2 separate regions of the Rattus norvegicus genome follow, and region 1 is linked to region 2. A link is a contact called in public Hi-C data. All regions are on one chromosome and are shown on one strand. The core of a region is the stretch at or near the end of the contact, and the rest is flanking DNA. Distances in the headings are between cores, read along the strand shown. Region 1 holds the start of Nrp2 (neuropilin 2). Region 2 overlaps Pard3b (par-3 family cell polarity regulator beta).

What was found. Hi-C and Micro-C count contacts between places; a contact is called where the count stands out from the background.
Region 1: a Hi-C map of the A7r5 cell line shows a contact between it and region 2, with 4 times the contacts expected there. The contact joins the promoter of Nrp2 here to the enhancer-like site in region 2. A contact is called at or near these places in 5 of 12 Hi-C or Micro-C datasets (the A7r5 cell line, the Rat2 cell line, kidney and 2 more).

Annotation. Positions count from the first base shown.
Region 1 is chr9:71,615,918-71,622,814 of GRCr8, forward strand. Nrp2 (neuropilin 2) reads left to right here and starts at 1,337. Exons shown (of 17, transcript NM_030869.4): 1 at 1,337-1,690. The coding sequence starts at 1,618.
Region 2 is chr9:71,299,447-71,305,835 of GRCr8, forward strand. The region is part of intron 18 of Pard3b (par-3 family cell polarity regulator beta); the gene reads left to right. LOC134480583 (a long non-coding RNA gene) reads right to left here. Exons shown (of 4, transcript XR_010055006.1): 1 at 5,491-6,389. Among named protein-coding and RNA genes, the nearest start is that of Nrp2, 310 kb to the right of the region's middle. Within about 2 kb of position 4,590, at least 3 of the 93 cell types and tissues checked have an H3K27ac peak or open chromatin away from gene starts, as enhancers often do. A contact at or near this core is called in the A7r5 cell line, where this site is marked.

The DNA.
Region 1 (6,897 bases), core at 87-2,586, 310 kb after region 2:
CGGAAGCTTGAAGGTGTATTGGGTGGCCAGGGGACAATTTAATTGCCTGGGGAAATTCTTTATTCAATAAAATCGTTCCTCGTTTAAAGATAGTTATAAGTTAAGGGCGCAGGTTGAAGTAAATCCTAACCCAGACCACAGAGGAGCCTGTTCCGGACACAACAAAGGATCTGAGAAGTAAACCCAAGAAACACTAGAGGTTTGCTTCAAGGAAAGCTAAGGTTGCCTGTGTGTGTGTCGCCGCCACGCATTGCTGCCTCTGAGAACACAGGGCTGAGCCCTTGACTGGCTCCCTACGCCAAACACAGTCCGCCACCCAACTCCCGTAACGCCATGGCAGGTGGCATTGTGTTGGATTCTGAGTGTGTGGCTTCCGAGTCTCGGAATTTGGTGGGGAACAAGAATTTCCCGGGCTCCTCGGAGTTTCCCTGCGGCAAGAGCAGCGCGCCCTGAAGGGAGGGCGCTCCTTGCTCCGGGTGTGACAGACACACCCGCAGCCCGGCATGGAGCTGCGCGGGGCAGGAGGGAGGTGCGGACTGGGATAGGGGCGGCAGGGTGGTGTGGCACCTTAACTTTGATCGCGCGGTCGCAGGGTTGAGAGCCACCGCCGCCCCGCCCGAGCTGGGTGCCGCGGTCTTCGGCTCTGCGCCGCGCGTCTCCGCGGCTGCCTCTTTAATCAGGAACACAGAAGGGGCGGGCCCTGAGCGGGCGCGTAATCGGATCGCTCTGCCGCGGCTCTGACATCCACATGCTGCTCGGCCTGAAAAGGCGAGGGGGGAGCCGGAGGGGAGACAGAGGAGGCGAGCGAGGCACCAGCCCGCAGCCCGCCCCCGGCACATCCTCAGAAGCACAGACACTCGGCCCGGCGCTGGGCGAGGTGGAGGTGAGGGCGGGCGCCAGCGAACTCGGAGAGCCGCTCGCACACTCGCGGGCGATCTCAGCCGCCGCCGCCGCCGCCGCACCCGCAGCAGCACCAGCAGCACCGGCCACAGCAGCTTCCTGCCTCGCTCTCCCCTCCAGAGACTGGCCAAGCGGGTGTAGCCGCTGGGGAAGGCTCCCGCTTAGGGGAACCCGGAGAAGACTAAGAGCCGGGCGCCTGACTGCCTACCACTCCGCCTGTCCAGCGGTCGGTACCTCTGCCCGCGTGTGTCCTGGGTGCCGGCAGACCTGTGTCAGTTTGCGCTTCTGAGATCACACAGCTGCTTAGGGGCCGTGTGATGCCCAGGGCAATTCTTGGCTTTGGTTATTATTATTATTACTATTATTTTGCGCTTAGCTTTCGGGAAACCCTCGTGATGTTGTAGGATAAAGGAAATGACACTTTGAGGAACTGAAGAGACCATACACGCGTTTGGGTTTGAAGAGGAAACTGGTCTCCGCTTCCCCAGCTTGCTCCCTCTTTGCTGATTTCAGGGGCTATCTCTTAGTGAGGTGGAGATATTCCAGCAAGAATAAAGGTGAAGGCAGACGGACCTCCAGGACGCAGGAGGAAAACGCTGATCATTAGAGACCTTTGCAGAAGACACCACAAGGAAGAAAATTAGAGAGGAAAAACACAAAGACATAATTATACGAGATCCCACCAACCTAGCCCTGGAGAGAGCCTCTCTGTCAAAAATGGATATGTTTCCTCTCACCTGGATTTTCTTAGCTCTGTACTTTTCGGGACACAAAGTGAGAAGCCAGCAAGGTAAGCCCTTCAAAGTTTTTCTATTCATTTTTACATGGTTCCCCCTTTAAGGGCGACTGCTAATGCGGAGAAGCCACTCAGAACCGCTCAGGAGGAGGCTCCCTCAATACTCAATAATTTAAAGGGAGATCTCCGTGGCCTTCTTTATACCACCAGGGCTGCTAAACCCAACTTTTCTCTCTTGCTAAGGGAGTGTGTGTGTGTGTGTGTGTGTGTGTGTGTGTGTGTGTGTGTGTGTGTGTTTTGTAACAGAATTTGGCGGTGTTCAGATGTCACATATGGACTGAATCAAAGGTTTAAAAATACTACAAAGCCTTTGCATTACAGTTTTGGGGATTTTTTTTCCTCCCTGTCTTGAAGCAGAACACATCTCCCTTGAGTTTCCTCAACCTAGCCAGTGAAATATAAATCACTTACATTCCCTCTGCTTAGCTACATTGAGCAATGTTAGCTGAAGGGCTTGGGAAAAAAAGCTAGAGTCTAGCTTTGCTTTTCAGATGTGTGGATTCTTTGCAGAATGGGAGGATACATCTCAGAACTGTAGGGTTGAAGCTAGTGGAGCGAGCCAGCTTGTGGCTGAAATGGAAGCTTTCCCGTGGGCAGTTGATAGTCCCCGCTCTCTCGTGAATCTGTGTGTTTTCTGGGAAAGCAAATCATGTTCTTTAAATTTTTTTTCTTAAAAGATAAAACAAACTGCATGACCCTCGACAGTCTCCTCATGTGAAGTGGTTAGAAAGTTTTGAGTGGAATTTGTTCTCAAACACTGCCAAAAAGGGTGTGTGGACACAGGCTGCAGAGATAAGCACAGCAGGGCCTAGGAGAGGCCAGGGCCAGCTCTTGTGGAGTGCGACAGGGGATACTTCTCTGAAAACAGGTCTCTGGGAATGCGGTTCTTCCACTCTGGAACTGCTTCTGGGGGTGTTTCCCTCCGCTCTAAGACAGTGTCTGGAACCTGAAAAAACTCTTAGCGTTTGCTCCTACAGGTGACTGGGATGGGAAACCATCTACCAAGGAAATGGGGGATAAGAGAAGGAGGGAGGAAAGATAGAGACAAAAACTCTATTACCTCGAGGCACTTGGCGGAGACAGCCAGCCGCGGTGGTGGGTCTCCTTCCTCACAGCCACCCTGGCGCTCCGCACCGTGCTTAGCGGGTCCTGAGGAGAAAGCTTAGCGGCTACCAAGCTTCTTGTTCCTTCCCCAACACACACCTACACCCATTTTACGTGGGACATATATGGGTTTTATTTTTTGCCATCTTTGGGGATTTGGCAGAGTGGGCAATGCTGTTGAGACCCAAATCCAACAAGCCTTTGCAGCTCCCTCTCTGCGGTAACTGGTCCTACTGGCAACTGCAAAGCATGAACCAAGGAAGGGTTGGGTGCAGGTCCTTCCTGGGGAAAATTTCTGGGCCTAGCATTCCATCTTGCCTTTATTCTGAATTCCCAGCTTGAATAGAAATTAAATTACCTCCCACGGACCTGAATGCTGCGTAAATTATGTATGTGTGTGGTTTGTTGTATATGTGTATATGTATGTGTGTGTGCGCGCGCACGCGCGCTCCTTGAGAATGCCTACAGTATATTTTGTATTCAAGAACGGACTCCGGTAGGCCCGGGTGTGCGAGTGCGCGTGCACTGGTACACAACACACACACACACACACACACACACACACACACACACACACACACACAACTTCAGGTTCCGGTGATGTGCGAAGCGGTTGGGATTGTAAAGACTTGGGGACCATCTCCTATCCCAGATGTTCGCACATCTGTCCCTAAGCGCTGCGTGGAGCATGTGTGTACGACACCCGCTCGAACCCACTCCTGCTCTGCCACCTGCCTTCCGCGCTCTCTGCAGAGCCCCCTCCCATTCCAATCCCTGGTCTTACTGCGTCACTTCCAGAGAAGCTCAAAAGCGCGGGGTGCGAAGAAGCTCATCACCCACTAAGAGCCCCGCGGGCAGCCTTGGGCCGGGGGTGGGACCCGCCCGGACTAGATATTATCCGGCTCCCCGAAAAGGTGATCAATCTCCGGTCATGTTTTCAGTCCAAAAACTAATTGGTACCGGGAGACCTAGCCTGGGTGGCTAAGGGCGAGGCCAAGCTAGACCTCTGACTCACCCTATGAGCGCCCGCCAGAAGGTGGGTTGGCCCTGGCACTACGGCGGCGGCGGGAACCTATTCCGAGAAGGAAGTCAGGAAAGAAGGTGGCGGGCACAAATGGGGGCAACTGAGCAAAATACCCGCAACTGAGCTGGTCCGCAGTAGCTGGAAGGCCCTGTGGGCACCATACATCGGCTCCCAGGCGCGTACCCTCCCGCCCCGGTCTAGTGGAGTCTGAGCAGCTGGGCTAGGCCGGCTCGGAGCGCCCCCTCCTACTCAGGGCGCTGTGCTTGGCGCTGCAAGCTCGCCGCAGCCCCTGGAGAACTGGCATGTAGAAGCTGGGGGCCTGATGCCGAAAGATTCCGGTGCTAGCCTGGCCGGGAGGCAGGAAGCCGGGGTGGTATTGCAGCACTGAGGGCGGGGAGAGGCGGGAAACAGCTTGGCAGCCTAAGCCGCAGGAATGCGCGCAACTCGCACAGTCTGCCCGAGCACAGTGCGGCTAGCGCCCGCCTGAGCGCACAAACAGGTGAAGAGCACGCCGCGCGGGCATCCACGTGGCCGAGACGTGGGCGCCCCCCAGCGCTCTCACCCCCACCCCCCAGCGCCGTCCCCACCGCCGCATCGATTTGTTTGGGCTACGCAGCAGAAACAGAGCTGAGCAATCCATAAACATTCTATTAGGCAAAAATATTCCCAGCAAAAGCAGAACCAAGGCTATAAGCCTCTGCTAAGTTGGCCGCCTAGGATTCCTCCAGGCCAGTCCCCTCCTCCTCCAGACTAAGGACACCCCTGATAGAAGCCTGCGGCATTTCCCTGACGCTGCCCAATGCCAGAAAGTTAGGTCGGGCTGCGGCTTGTCCTCCAGATCAGCCACTGCAGCTGCCTGCAGGCAAATTGTATCCACCACCACCACCACCACCACCACCACCACCACCACCACCACCGCCTCCTCTCTGCTCCTGCCCACGTGGAATAAAAAATACAGTGTTCACGACCAATGCTTCAGTTTCCTTGATTGATTTCTTTTTAATACCAACACAAGTTAATGGAGGCGAGGCGAGCTGTGATTAAACGCCTGCCCCCACCCCTCGCCTCGGGCTGCCTGAGCCCCTAATGTGTCCCACCAGTCCCTAAGTAGCATCAGCGTGGAGGGCACGAGTGGAACGACTGTCCTAAGGTGGGCGTTGCGTGTGTGAGGGGGCGTGTAATGGATTGGGCAACCCTCTGGGAATCTCTGGAGGTTGGGAGCACTGGAATCTGCTTTCTAGATCTACGTAGCGGATACTCCCAGCTGTGCCGCAGCTTCTGCGGCTCTGGTTGAATTTCTGCTGGAAGGGAAGGGACTGGACGCTCCGGTTTATTGGCGTGGACTCCCTGCTTGGCTCTCTCTGCCTCCCTTCTTTTCAGTTTCTGACAGAGAGGAGAGCCCCCTGGCGCTAGTCGTTCCCCAACAGCGCCGAGCCACAAAACTGCTCCTCCGCTAAAGTGGATCCGCAGGGGTTTGCTTTCTACCCAGGAAATCACTTTGTCCCTGCCTTGGGTTCTTCAGAAGGTGGCAACTCCCAGACCTAATGTCTACTCCTCCTCCTCCCTCCCAGTCCCTTGAGACCCATGGCTCGGGGCCAGAAAGAAGCCAGACCCCATAACCATCTATCTCCCCCTTTCTTCTTACTCCAGGAGCACTTTGATCTGTGGTAGTCTTTAACACCATTGCCATGGACACGGGCCGACTCGGTCAATTCAACCTTCAGTCTGAGCTAGGTGATCAGATAAAAGGTGTAAACGGGCTGTGGAAAACAGGACAAACAAATCCCCTAAGGGAAGCAGTCATAGTCCGAGAGCTTGGTATGGATTTTGTGAGGTTTTGGTCAGTCTCCCCCAAGTGTCCCTGTGGCCGTGGATGGGTATAATCATTTACAAGTAAAATAGTAAACTCCAGGATTCTGAATAGCCTGCTTAGAGCTCTGGGGACTTGTTTCCTGCCCTCATTAAGTAAGTGCCCAGTCACCTTCTCCCCAGAAGCAAGTACTGGAGGTGGTGAGGCTGGTTTTTTTTTTTCTTTTCCTGCCAACTGAGTACACAGTATAAAACAGGGGAGAGCGCCCCATAGGGCTTCGCGGCAGGCTCTTACTTGTCCAGGATTCACCAGGTAGAATAGCAAATGCCCACAGCACCTCTAGGGTGAGGTTTTATGTCATCCCGTGGAGTCCTCAGAGCACTCAACTGGCAAAGTGTGAGATTTGAAAGCTGCAGGGACTGGAGGCTGGGCTCTCTAGACAGGACGCCCTGCTGTCTACCAAATGGCTCCAGCCCCCTGCGGTTCAACGGATAGTGGGCATTCCTCAGTTTCTAGGTATAGGAAAAGTGAAGAGAAGGAACACCAGTTCTTATGTAATGGGGCATGTATGCAAGCCACAGTTATTGGGCAGGAGAAGGTGGGGTGGGGGTGGGGCGCTGAAGTTCCTGTGTCTTCTGTATCTCATTCAACTCTTCATAAGAGCATTCAAAAAGAAAGAACTGACTTGGGGTGAACCAAGTGTGGGACATTTCTGAGTTGACAAGAGCCAGGCTCGCTGATAGTTTTCAGAAAATGTTCCCCAAAGATCCACTTTGCAAAGATCTTAAGGTGAGATTTTTCCTTTGTGAAAAGCACAAAGCATGCTAAGTAAAAAGGAGGGGGCACTGTCCCCTGGTTATGCCTTTTCCAGTCAGCAGATCAGACCTAACTAAACTGGAAGCCCTTGTGCTAAATGCTGGCCATGTTATCCAACTCTGCGCTGAACTAGGCCAATTTAAATATAAGGAAACAACAGAGTCAGTCACAGCAACCAATAGGAAGGAGGCCTCCTTACCCGAACCAGTCGGATTTAAAGTCCCCTCTGCCTTAATCAGGTGAGGAAGGTAAGTTGGAACAGACCAGCTCTTGTTTCCTCAGCCTTCTTCTCTATAGCAGCACCCCCCCAACACACACACACACACACACACGCACATACACACACACGCACACACACACACATACACACACACATACACACACACGCACACACACACAGACACACACACAGACACACATGCACACACACACACATACACACACACA
Region 2 (6,389 bases), core at 3,340-5,839:
GTTCTTTCTCTGAATTTAGAACTCAGGGTTGCTCAGTGTGGAAGCTGGGTTGCTGGCCTCTCTCAAGGTCATCAAACTAAGTGAAATGTACGCAGAAACAAAAGAACTGGTTCGTTTCTTTAAAAGAGCAGAGCCTTCCCTTCAAGGGCATGATGGCTTCTGCTGCTGTGTTTGTTTATATAGCAGCCCAAAGTCTTCCTGTCAAACTGCCTGCCTCCCAGGTGTGCATCTATTGCTGAGGTGAAGAAACACAACCAAAGCCAACTGTTTAAAAGAAAACCACTCTTTATGGAGTAGCGGGCTCTTTCATAGCCTGAAATAGATGTAGAGGACATGGGGATGAATAGTCCTGCAGCTGACGGAATCTGTTCGCTTTGCTCTCGGTACAGATATCCACGAGAGCCTGGGATCTCAAGTGTACATAAAGACGGCTAGGTAATTGAGCTCCATGCTTTTTGTAGGGTCGGCATATTATAGGTTTCCCGCATAATGATAACAGAGTCTTACATCAAGTGGAGGAGGAGTGTATATTTAAACCATGTGTGAAGGAAGAAAAGAAGAAATAGGAGAGCTTTTCTTTGTGGTGTACGGTTATAGATTGTCTTTTGTGGATGGATATTTATTTCAGATTTTTGTGGTTTTTCGTGTCCTGAATTCTAGGGGCGCTTGTAAATTGGTTTCAGATGGTTGCTGGTAAACCTGAAGGACTCAATTTTTAAGGTAATTAACTTCACAGTTCTAGGAGAGATCCATGCCAGCCACAGTATGAAGTAACTTTTTATTTAGTTATCTGGAGATTATTAGATTGGCAGATACTTGTAGGTAAGCAGAATGTTGGCTTTGATTTGCCTCTGTAGCTCCTTCAGTTAAATATTTCACAAGAACATAAGAGTAACCATTTCAGATCAGATACACAGGTAATATTTAGCCTCTGTTATGGTGCCAAGTACATATCAAATTCTTGTGATGTAAAGTGTCAAGGAGCACATGATTCCCCACAGTCTGGGGTTTTCCTATCCCCCTTCACACCTCAGGCATGCTTCTTGACTCTGTAGCCGTGAGCCACCATCCCCTTTCCTTTCCAGCCTCTGACTAGTTCCCACAGCTGCTGGTTCTGTTTGGTTTTATTGTTATCATGAAAACCAGTGCATGTTTCGTCATCAAATTGAAAGAACACCATTCTAGTAACATGCACAGCACTGGTTATAAAACACAAAGGAAGAAATCAGTTTTCATCTTTCTATTTTCCAAAGTCTCCTAAAACACACTGAGGCAAACATCACAATAAACTCTGCTTTCCTACTTTAAAAAAAAAATCTAATGTGATTTGGCTGGATTAATGTTCTTTGGGGATTTACCTACAGATGTCCTTGATTCCTTATTTTGTCCAGCCTGGGCTACCACTTGGCCGTGACGTGTTCTACAAATTGACTATCAGGGAGAGAACATAAAGCATCAGAGGAAGAAATGCAAAGAGAAAAATACAAATGTATCCCTGGACAAATGCAAGGTTTATTATAGTTTACCCAGAAAGCCTTCCTTGAAGATACCCCCGATCCTCGTCCTACACTGGGCACGCTGCCCACCTTTCTGCTCTTATAATCCATGAGCAGTCTTGTGGAATAAGATCTCATGGGACACTGTCATATTCTATCTATTTGGCATCCATGGCCCCTAAGTTGAACTTGGTGTATGGAGATTGGGTCTCTAATCCACTAACAGAAAGAACACATTATGGGATGTTCTGGGTATCTGATAACTTTCTCAAAGAAATGGCCTATCTTTGTAAGTCAAGAGCACAAGGTTGCTACCTGATGCAGATCAGGAACCCTTTTTGCCAAAGAAGGGAGCTAAAAACGATGTCAGACTTGTTAAATGCTATGATGGAAATTTGTGTTGTGTGGATAAGACTAGTGCCTGCCTGGAGAGATGTATTTACCTATCATCAAACAAGCTGGCATTAAAATCAAATGACTGACTTATAGCTTGATGTTCTTTTCACTCCCAATTGGTAGCTTCTCATAGCATGCTAGTATTTCAGAAACAAAACACATAACCAAAAGTACCAAAATAGCATCTTACATGCATAAAGAACTTTAGAGGATGCTAAACTCTATAATAAACACCATCTCATTTACTTTCAATGTTATCTCAACAAGGCTATAAAGGGAAAATAGAGTTCTTCTTGAACAGGCCAGGAAGCTGGGCTTCTGGGGAGCTAAGTGGTTAGTCCTTTTAGAATTTACTTCTTCATGAAGGTTCTTTCTCTTTCAAGCTGCCTTATGGTGCTACGAGAGGAAATGATGTCTCCAAAGAGGTACATTCCAGGGACTACAGAGATTTCTCACCCAAAAAATAGCATCACTGGGCAATGGGTAGTTGCTAAATGGAGCTTGTCCTACACTTCACTGGCAAGTAATCGTAGGTCAAAACTTAGGAATTTTGGAATGAGCCATGGAAAGTGCTGCTTCAACAGTGAGACAACTACTCTGTAACAGTGTCAGGAAGAGCGTGTGTGATTCAAAGCCACCCGAGAGTTTGATGAGTGGGCATGTCTCTCTTTCTTTCTAAGTCACCAGAAATTCAGATTAGCATGTGATGACCAGTGGGGGTTCTAGGCAAGCCCTGGCTATCTATTCTTGCCCAGTGCCCAAGAGTCACTTCCCTTCTGTCCTCTTATAAAGATTCCTTTACCAAGCTTTGTATATTGTGCCTTGGCTATATTTAAAGGTAGCTTAACTAATAATGATAATGATGATGATGATGATAATGACAATAAATAGAATTTCAGACTTATAAATATTTGCATTTTATACATTTGATGATAGGACAATCATAGGAAAACATTTATGAGATTAGTTTAAAGTTGACTTAAGTCCCTCATTGAGAAGCTCTGCTGGGTATACACAAAAGAACATCCGTCCTTCCACTAAGAGTAAACAAGCAATTTGAGGAGGTAGTTTCTCTTCCCCAGACTCAAACTATAAATATTATGTTTCTTCTCAGAGTAATAATTATATGGCTGCTTTCCATCAGTGGGACACTGTGGTCCTTTCTTTTCCAGACTTCTAGAATTTTGAATTTGAACCAACATATGTTTATTCACTCTTTCATTAATAAAACAAAGAAAAGTATTGAGTACCCACGAAACACAAGGTACTGGAAGTGAGGAGGAGGGAGGGGCATGTTTTAGTACTTAATCATGGTGTACAAGCAGTTCCCAAGGGTTCTCAGATGCATGTGCTCATGTTTGATGGTGACGCTGATGTACTTGAGGACAGGAGTGTGTCTTACACACTTTGGATAGGGTGTAGGGCACAGAATAGACTGCATAAAAACTTCTTGAGTGGGATTTATTTAGAAGATAAATTATAGCCTGGCTCATAAGCACTAAGAAACAAAGAGATGACCAAACATGGTAACACATTCCTGTATCCAACTCTGAAGTAGGAAAGGCAGGAGGATTTCCTGGCCTACATAGCAAAACCATGTCTTGAAATGTGAGTTGGGGATGGGGGAAGGGGGGCAGAAGGATCTCTCAGTGGGTAAAGTACTTGCCGTGCCAGCTTGACACCCTGAATTCAGATCCCCAGAATTCCTGTAAAAGTCAGACACAAAAACACATGCACAATCCCAGCACATATCTATCACAGTGGTTCTCAGCCTTCCTAACACTGAGTCCCTTTAATACAGTTCCTTGTCTTGTGTTAACGCCCCCAACCACACAATTATCCCATTGCTACATCATTCCTGAAATCTTGCTACTGTTGTGAATTGTAATGCAAATATTTGGCATACTGGATGGCTGATATGTGACCCCCAGAGGAGTAGTGACCCAGAGCTTGAGAACCACTAACCTACATGGAGATAGGACTCAGAAGCAGGAAACTTATCAGGAGTTTGGGAGCCAGCTAGCCTGCCATGCGTTACATTAACAAGTCAGACTGCCTCAGTGAAGAAGGATGATACCCAAGCTTGTCCTCTGACCTCCACATACCTGTTATGCCATGTGTGTTTCTATAATCTCCCACATGTGAACACATACATACATGGGTGCACAAGACTTTTCTAAGAAGGAGCATAAGGGAGAAAAGGAAAGAAAGAAGGAAGAGACATTAAAGAAAGGTGGAGGAGACAGGGGAAAGAGTTCAGGAGAGGAAGGGTTGCCAGGGCTGGGTGTGTGCTGATGGAGGTGTGTGATTTTGCATAAGTGAGGGAAGTCAGAAGATTATTACTCTACAGACTAGGATAGAGAAGAGACATAGTCTTCTCATTAAACAGTGGGAAATAGAAGTGTGTGAAGCAAAAGCTTCTAAAGGTTACAAGAAAGTCTTCAGCTGAGAAAATCAAAGCATACGTAGGAGTTTCCTGAAAAAGTCCATGGTAGTTTGTGATCTTTCTGAAGGCTCCAATGTCACCAGGAAGGAGAGCATGGCCTCTCCAGGAGCCGCTGGAAAGAGGGAGGGGACAATCAGGGCTGAATATTTGCCTAAGGCATAAGAAAGCCCTAAATTGATAAGGAAGCCCTAGGTAGCACTGGCTTTAGAGGAATCTAAATAACTACTTGTCTGGGTGCTCGAGCTTAACTACTGACTCACCAAACCACCTTGAGAAAGATAAAGATCTTTACAGCCTGGCCCCATTAGCCAGTCCTTTAGGAAAGAAAATAAGTGAGTTTGGTAGGTCCTTGTCCTTTTCTGTCCTTAGCAACTTTGCTATTCTTATTTATCTCTCTGTAGTTTCTATAAGGCGGAATCCTGTTGTTTTCAAAGTGCCTTTGGCTCTGGTCCTCTCTCCCCCACCCCACTCCTTTAAAAGTGTGACTTTGGTCTGGGTCCTCTGCGCCTTTCACCTCTCCCAGAGTGAATTTATTGCAGCCCAGCAGCCAGGAAGAGATCCTTCAGTGAGATGGGCTGAGATTCATTTAGGCCCAGGGACATGGACTCATATAAAGGAGCTAGATGATCCCTTGTAGTTTTATCTCCTCTCTGGGGCTTCGGTTCCTTCCTAATCTGTTGTTTTGTGGCTTAGTAGGAAGATCATTCTCATTGATAGGAAAGAGAGGAGCGTTTGGAATGCTAATGGCCACTGTTGTCTCTCCTGTCATCTGCTAATTCTGTAATATCTGCCCCCAGGGGGGTATGAATCATACCTCCAGTTCACTCTAAACATACGTTAACAATTCCTTTTATTGTCTCCTGCATTTTTTCTCAAGCCTGAGCTTACTCTCAGATTTAACCCCTCCCAACACAACTGGTTTTATCCAGTCCTTCCCTGTTGAGTTTGGATTATAGGCCGATCATAGTTTATACTGTTCCTGTTTCATCACACCCCCATTTCTTACCTTCCCAGGCTCTGCAATCTACTCATCTGTGTAGCCTCCACTCCTTGTCAGGTTTTACTGTTTGATCTCTGTCTTCTCCCTCCCTTTCTCTTTCATGCTGTCTTGTCTTTTCCTTTCTTTTCTCTTTCGTTTGCTTGCACACTCACCTTGAAGCTGTCTTATTCTTCTCTCTCAGATTGCAGAGCTTTGCCTCCCTCAGATATTGGGAAGCATGGCTTGTAGACAGCTTGCTTCTTAACATTTCAGGCCCGCAGAGAACTGTGGACTGAATGGTGAAGACGGGGATTAGTGCCTTTGTGATGTTTGGGAATGGCTCCAGGCAGGCTTGCTTTCCCTCCCCAAACCTTTCTCCTACTGTTGCTATCATTAACTTTTCTTTATTGGTTCAGGAAAAATGGCTCCCTCTCACCAATGCCTCCAATTTATGAATGGTTAAACGGCCATGCTTAAAAGTTCACCTTTCTGCTTTTAGGAGAATGCAACTTTAGAAATCTCTCTTAATACTAGCATGCGTTATCTTCCCCATATAGCATGTAACATGTAAAAAGAATAGTGTCCATGCTCTCTGGGTGTCTGGATCCTCTGCCACCCATTTCCATTGTGATATGTCACCTAATTGGCTTCTATGTCTTCTGACTGAGTCTGAACAACAGCTCTTACTCATGGCTCTACTGTCATTGTCTACAGAAAATCTTCTATTTAATGGCCTCTCCTGATCCATGTTCCTAATTTCTTTTTTGCTTCACATTTACTTAAGATGTTTAGATATATCCACAGTGAAAGTTATTTATTAGCAATGTTAAATGCTGCCAAGGAACAAACCCAAGGCCTCGCACATGCTAGCCACGCTGGCTCTCACCAAGTCATACTGTCTACCTTTAAACAGACAGATTTAGCTTTAAAAAAATAGTATTATGCTATTCCAAACTAGAATCATCTAAATGTTTTCATTCCTCATTTCTTTGATTCAACATTGTCTTTAATTCCAAGTCTACATAATTCCATGTCAATCTTATTTGTTCCTTTAATTTTACTTTATGTGTGT